Regions from separate parts of the Ovis aries genome. Here region 2 is linked to region 1. Evidence: chromatin contacts called from public Hi-C data. All regions are on one chromosome and are shown on one strand. The core of a region is the stretch at or near the end of the contact, and the rest is flanking DNA. Distances in the headings are between cores, read along the strand shown. Region 1 has its middle 340 kb from the start of CIBAR1. Region 2 overlaps RUNX1T1 (RUNX1 partner transcriptional co-repressor 1).

Evidence for each region. Hi-C and Micro-C count contacts between places; a contact is called where the count stands out from the background.
Region 2: a contact with region 1 is called in a Hi-C map of hypothalamus, with 5 times the contacts expected there. The contact joins two enhancer-like sites. A contact is called at or near these places in 3 of 16 Hi-C or Micro-C datasets (hypothalamus, skin fibroblasts and tail adipose tissue).

What each region holds. Positions count from the first base shown.
Region 1 is chr9:83,829,890-83,833,721 of ARS-UI_Ramb_v3.0, reverse strand. No RefSeq gene overlaps it. Among named protein-coding and RNA genes, the nearest start is that of CIBAR1, 340 kb to the right of the region's middle. Within about 2 kb of position 1,996, at least 8 of the 54 cell types and tissues checked have an H3K27ac peak or open chromatin away from gene starts, as enhancers often do. A contact at or near this core is called in hypothalamus, where this site is marked.
Region 2 is chr9:85,209,621-85,213,452 of ARS-UI_Ramb_v3.0, reverse strand. The region is part of intron 2 of RUNX1T1 (RUNX1 partner transcriptional co-repressor 1); the gene reads right to left. Among named protein-coding and RNA genes, the nearest start is that of RUNX1T1, 31 kb to the right of the region's middle. Within about 2 kb of position 2,007, at least 16 of the 54 cell types and tissues checked have an H3K27ac peak or open chromatin away from gene starts, as enhancers often do. A contact at or near this core is called in hypothalamus, where this site is marked.

The sequences.
Region 1 (3,832 bases), core at 747-3,246:
CTTAACATAAGCCAATTCTACCTCATTGTGCAGGTTTCTTTGCTTGAATTACCAATAATTACATCAACTTAACCAATAAATTTCATGCAAAAACACATTCTGTCTATTATGATCTCTTTCAACTTTGTTATGAAAGAATTACAGCTTTTTTAAAAGTAACTAAACAGGTTTGACTGTATTGCAATAGTTTCTGAGGCGTTTGTCGTAAAACTTCTTTTTTCTATTTTTTAATCCTTTTCTTGATAATCTCCAAAAACCAAACACCTTTCTCTCTTATATGCCAGATGCCCTATGAGGTAGGTAGGGTACACAGTTAAGATTCTGAAAACACTGCTAGCAAATTGAAGGGAAATTATTGAAAAATTTTATGTCATTCACTGGCCATTTGATATTCTTGATGGCTAAAAATGCAATCTTCTACCCCTCAGTTCTGACACACAGCCCCTGGCCACCAAGGATGATTGAAATGGTTGTCTGTCCTCTGGTTTGTCAGACTCAGTTGCTCTACTCACTACGATACTATTAACTATGCCTGCATTAAAAAGCAACGAGCAAATACGCTTTATTGCTTAGAAGGAGGAATTGCTAAATATGAGAAAATTGAATTGCTTTTAACTTTGCCTAGGTAGTGTATACAACTATTCTTTCAATGTTTAGTCCTATTATTTAATGTGTGAAAATAAACAAATAAAAATAGGCTGACACAAGTGGCAATATAATATCCTTTAATCTACAGTTCACAGTGCATTTAAAAATAATAATTTTGAAAGAAGCATTTGAAAACATTTGATCTTAAAAACGCATATTTTGCTTATTCTAGTGTTTGTTGATTTGAAGGTTTTGCGGTCAGCCCAGTAAATATTCAGTTTGCTTGGCACAAACTGTGCAGGAATCTAATAGAAAGCAATATTGTTGAAAATGGATATCAATTGGAAACAGAGAGCAGTGTCAACTATTCCCCACTGGGAACAGACAACAATAAAACCAGTCAAGCATTACACAGCCGAGCCTGCCAAATGTCATTAGAGTAGAGAAAAAAGGGAAGGAAACATGGGTAGGGAAAGAAGCACTTTGCTTTATTTTTTTTTCCTCCAATTTAAAAAGACAAAAAGAAAAATTGGTGAGGGGTAGGAAGGGAACATTTGGAGAATAAGAACAATAAAATTGTCCACAGATTGCCTGAGGCAGTGTCACCATTATCTTAGCGCCTGCGTCTTCTCTTTTCCTCTCCAAAATGATCACATTATAAAGATTTTCAAATAATTTTTAAGTCTCTTCAGCTGACCATTTCCCCCCAACGTCTCCTGTAACCAGATGCATTTGTAATCACAAAGTTCCCAGTTTTTAAACCAGCATGACAATGTCATCCATGGCAATCATGTTTCTATCTTCATTTAATTAATTGATCTGAGTATAGATTGAAAAGAAAAGGCTTGCGAAAATGTATACTTTTTCATTGTTACCATCAAGCTTCCGTGGGGAGCCTTTCAAAAAGAATAGGCTTCAGAGAAGCTTTACCTCTGGGTAGGAAGAAATATTTACAATAGTTCTGAGATCTTTTAAATGATAAGAACCCCAAAATAATTGCTGGGCAGAGGGGGCAAAGACATCATGACCCCCATCCCCACCATCCCCAGCACCATCCCACTGAAGCCACAACTGGAGACAGTGACTTGACCCCAAAGCTTCTGCCATATCTGTGGCATTTTCATTGATGATTTGTAAATTTTCAAACAAAGAAAAATTGTCTCCTGCAGACAATGGTCAAGCCTCTGAACAGCCAGCCAAGAGCTCCCCCTAGTGAGGTTGCACACATATTAGCATGAGATTGCTGCTGCGTGAGGTCTCCTGTGTATACACGCGCACACACACACACACACACACACACACACACACACACACACACTTGACTCTAATCCAAAATGTTGTCCAGCCCCACATTCTTTTAAAACAGTGTGAAAAAATTCCCACACTCTCCTGGACTTTTCCTCTTGTTCACTATTACACACCTCACTCGGCAACAAAGAGCCTAGTGAGGACTCCCCTAGAAGGCAAAACTGTCATTCCGATCATATTATTTTGCAATAGTAATAATCACATATTGGCTCCCAATCTGCATCCTCAAGTAGATGCTATCAACATAGAAAGTCCTCAGGGGCTGCATATTACCGTGTAATTAGCATAATAACTTTGTTGTGTAAACAAAATAAAAGACAGGCTTGAATATGAGAAATGTATCTTATACTGTACTGGTGTCTATAGCTTCTACAGAAAAGTCTATTGTCTTTGGGCAATCTTTTATTTCCTTGCAGCATGACCGTGATTAAACACCTACTGATACCTGCAATCAGCTTTCTCCATACGTGTACTACGTTCATCTACGTGCATACCCATGACCATAAATTTTACTGCAGAACAGTATTCAGAACACTCGTCCTATTCATATTTAACAGAAGTAATTTGCTATAACACCAGCATTGCATCTCCCAGATCAACCCTAATTCCTTCAAATACATTTTGGCTTCTTCCAAAAAAGATATTTTATTGGTTTTATGAGCCTGCATAGGACTCTGAAGGGAGAATAGGCATTCTTTAGGGGAAAGAAGATAGCAAATGTAGAAATCAGATGCAGAGATGAAAGAGGTTTAATGTCTTCTTAAAAATTCTTTGAGAGCCATATCAACATTTTTAGTAAAATACAAATGACTGCAGTTTTATAATTAACAGCTGCTTGTGTTAAGCAGTCAGTGTTCCCTAGTTCCTGCTAATACATATAAATATATATTTTTAACTACAGATCCATCTTAGCTCAAGATGCTAAAGGTGACTCCATTTTCCTGGAAGTTTCTAACCCTTGTATGCAGTTTGTGAGATGCTAAAAACATTTATATTCAAATCCTGAAACCCTCAGACATGAAAATGACATAGGTTAGGTTATTTTTTATAGAGTGTTACTTTCATTATCAAGCTCCTTTGAGTAAAAAAAAAAAATCATATGCATATGAAAAACTAAATTCAAATAAACTCATTGGCTTATAGATATTACTACTTACCTCCCAGGAGGATGGTGACAGTTGATACTAAAGTCTTAGCAAAGCTTTGGTGGATTTTGTTTTTATTACAATATTTTCTAGTGGATATTTTAAGACATTCATTTAATATACTCAGATCTTTGTCCTTTACATGATTCTTACATGTCCACAGAACAAAAAAGAGAACAGGTAAGGCAACTGGGGTAGGGGAAAGGGGGATGTCAGCATAATTAAGCCACTCAGTGTGACAGATGTGGATGTTACCAGTTTTACTACATTTGGCCAAATTATTAGGGCAGAAATTTCGCTTTCATAAAATGCATGCCAGTGATAAACTCTTATACGATGCATTGTCTCACTGTGGGTATGAAATTCAACCTGCAAAAACTGACTATCTCCCCTTACAAAAGAGAGAATTATTAATATAATGCTCAACACCTCCCTGAATCAAAAGGAAACCACCACATAAAGAACTGAAATTAGATCTATTACGTTAATTAAAATTCTGTGGGCATCGCTGAAAGTGTAATTTGGCCCAATGTGTTTTTAAAAAAACCAAAACATCAAGAAAATTAGCTAATGAATATTGTGCAGTCACTTCCCTAACATAAAATAACTCAACCATTTAGATTGCACAAATTCCAAAATGGTCTAATTTACAATACGTCGTTGTTTGCTTGTTTGTTTTAGAAGTGCTTAACCTAATAACATGGTGAGATTGTATTTTTTCCATTTCAATCTTTTATGAATTAACCAGAGACTGCTGGCTGGATTTTCCTATGAGTTTAGCCTCTACAACC
Region 2 (3,832 bases), core at 758-3,257, 1.4 Mb before region 1:
AGCAGAATAGAATGTAATTCTGTACATTTTGAAATACACCACACAGTAGTTAAAACCTACAAAACTCAACCGAAGAATTCTTACTCTGTATGAAAATTTCACTTCTGACTGTTACTAAAAGTACTCTTAATTGCAGGCACCAGACTACTAAAATTTTGGAATACTGTGGCTTTTTTATCTGTTATATATACCGAAATGTCCTATTTTGATTCCTGATGATCAATTAACACATGTCCACAGTTACTAATAAATTTGGGCCTTTCCATTTGCCTTTCTGGAGTAATTCACTTCCTCCCAGTCTCTTTTCTCACGGACCTGCTTTTTTTCTTACTGTTTTCACTCCACATTTACTGGGCACACTCAGCACGAGGCACCAACGCCACTTTCTTACTACTTTGCTCTTTAATTCCTGGTGCCACCACCTGCAAGCCACAACTCTCCCCAGACACTTTCCAAAGTCCTCCAGGTTTTTCTCACGTTATACACTCCCTGCTGCTAAGGCCTAATACTGTAACTGGCAGTAACGTTACTCGCATAATAAGAAAGCTCTAGGTAGACAGAACTTCCAGAGAGCTGAAGCTTGAAAGAGGGATACGTGAAGTTTGTCAGTGGAGGAGGACACCAGTCAGAAATGTTGACTGCGGCTTAAATTATATTTACATGTTTTCTTTTCTCATCTTTATACTGATGTTGAAAGGGAAAGACTCGGAAAGAAGTGCAGCAGGCTGATACATAAATAAACATGCAATGCCCGAGGATACACATAACACTTATGGCAGAGCTACTTATGCTAGTGCATAATAGATCATGGTGATGCCAGCTCCATCACAAGGCGCACCAGGCTAATCCAATTATTTAAATGATTATATACTTTTCGCTGGAGTGGTAGACAAACACATAAAATATTGACATTGCTTCCATAAATATAATATGAAAAATAAGCTTTGAAAATCATTCCTACAGAACTCTCCTCTGCAAAGTCCCAATGTCTTTATTCTTTGCAAAGAATGGAATCAATTTCTTGGAGCTGGGCTCCTGCACAACCCAAAGGTACACACTGCTCTCTTACCTGCTGCAACTCCTATTAACATTAATGGGATGCACATATGTGCATCGAAAGGGTAAATGCCTTAAGTTTGCATGACAGAATCCTAATGAAGTAGCTGGAAAAAGCAAATCACTGCACATGTATTCACACTTTCCCCTCCCTTTGCAGGAAACCCCACCACCACCACCTTGCCCCCCCCCCCCCCCCCCCGACACCCGCCCCCCAACAGCACACACATTTCATCAGCCCACACTGTGGATAAAGAACCTGCTGGATTTCCTCATGGAAAGGCAACACCTTGTTACACTCTGGGGATCTCCCAAATGGCTCCATCTCCAAGCATTCCTCAGAGTCTTCACCCTATACGACTCTCAAATTGGCCACACGTTTCTGTCCATCTAGTATGTCTTACCATCCCCAGCTTCATCAAAGGGTGTGGCCCTTCCCACAGCAAATGTCCAAGTCCCCATATTTAAATTGCATGGAAAAGGAAAAAAAGAAAATCTTCCCTGTTCTATCACCTTTGTTTAAAAAATGGACTATTCTGTTTTCATGGACAGATGAAGATTCCAAAACAGCCTCATAAAAATAACCTCTGAATTACTAGTTTCATACCAAACTACCAGTGAATCTGACCCAAAAAGGCAACATGGGAAGGAGAGTAAAGAACAAGAATTAGGAAAATAAGAACCCATTAACTGAGACCAGTTCTGCACTGGTTAACGTCTGGGGCTGCTGATAGAGATATGTGTTTCATGGCAAGGCCAGCGTGTAAAATGAAAAAGATCTTTAAACTCATTAAAAAAAAAAAAAAATCAAGCACGTTGTCAGCTTGGTCCAGAAAGAGAGAGAGAGAGGAGGGACACAGCACTGGCAGGAACCTCCAATTCCTGACCAAACCCTCTTCCACACAATGACTCCAGAAAGCAAAGGAACCGGGGCGGGAGCCAGCCTGACGCTGGCGGACAGACAGGGCTGGCCGCGCAGGATGTCGGAGCGCCAGGCGGCCGCGGAGATACCGGGCGTTCACACACCCGCCGGCGGGCTGTTTGGCTCTTCAGGTAATTAAACGAGGAAGCGGGGTGCTGGGGGCGGGCCTGACCCCGAGGCTCCCGGGCGCCCCGGGTCTGCAGACCGACTTCCGCGAGAACCGCCCGGAGCATCAACACAGCAGCTCTCTCCTCCCTGTTTCCTTCTGCACCTCTTCCTAAAGCTGACCCAGAAACACATCCTCTCCACACAAACAGCCACACCAGGCTCGGAGCCTCTGTGTGCTGCAGAAACCTTTGTGCTGTTCCCTGCCAGAACCCTCCAAATTTTAAAAAGCAAAAAAAAAAAAAAAAAGCCCTCATGGCAGGAACTTCCTCAAGATTCATCTAAGCCACATCTAGGGGAAAAACAGGGGCATCTTCAGCAAGATGTGTTACTCAGAATACTACCCCGCTAATCATGTGTCTTCGCTTGCACCCATTTAAAGTATGAATCTTTACCCTTAGAAAGCTCCCCAAGAAGTCACTGATTTTGATAAACTAGTTCACAAATGAAACACTGGTGGTATGGTGTAATGAACACTCTTCTTTTCCGTTTTGATAACGAGCATTATGGTAAGCAAATACCACCTAGGGTCTGGTGTATTATGCCTCATCCAAAAGCTTAATTTTTTAAAAAATTCTAAAATGTTTCTTCTCTACAAAGAAAGTCACTAGGAGAACTCAGGAATGTTAAAAACAAATCCCTTAAAAGATAAGAAAGTAGAACATGCACATTAAGTAATGATTAGAATCATATAAATAATATATTCTTTCTTCATCTCAGAATCCATAGAGTAAAATATTGGCTGAAAGAGACAGAGAGCAAAAGAGAGACGAATACAAAAGCATGCCTGCTTGTCTGTGTTCAACACAAAGAACATTAAATGAAAACAACTGGCACGCTGCCAAATTCCTATAGAGGCAAAGAGATTCAAATAAATTGATTTCACGCATCACACTGACCTGGGATCAGTGTGCAGTGCTACAATAAGCTCAAAGCTCCATGTGGGGTAAAGCCCATTAATGCTATCAGACCTCTCCAACATGAGCAAGAAAAACGAAAAATAAATGCAAATGCTCTCAAAACTCAGCAATTTTGCTTAAGAAAATAACTTTCTTCTTTTCCTAATAAAGATACAAATATCTGAAGGTACACAGCACCACCTAAACATTTTTATTTTTAAAAACACAAGTGTGGCTTTTGAAACACATACAGTATCTTAAAATTGGTACTAATAAATATCCCATTTGAACATAAATACAAACACTTTGCAACAAGTTTCCTACGTCACAACTGCTTCCATTCTAATGCCCGTGCATTAGATGACCAGTTAATTTTTTTATATGACAAATACTGGACCCTTTCCTTAATGGCTTATAAGAGCACGCTCCTCAGGCTGGATACCACTCCTAACTGTCCCAAATCTGCCCAGTCCTCACAAAGACACACAATAACACAGCTGTAGAAAACTGGACATTGTGCATATTTAGGATATACTTTAAAATACTAGGGGAAACACAGTAGCATTTTGCCTTTATCATAAACTCCCATCAAAGCTGGTGACTGTCCCTAAGGCATCATTTCTCTCCTGGCCTCCCAAAGAGACAGGCTTGTCTCCTGGTGACCCCCGCCTGGCTTCAAACAGGGACCAGACTCTCCAGCACCACCTCAGGCCACTGTTGCTTACTGCCCCAACTGTTCACCGGCTCCTAGTTCTTTGTTTTTTCTGCTTCCAGATTACAATCCCAAGAA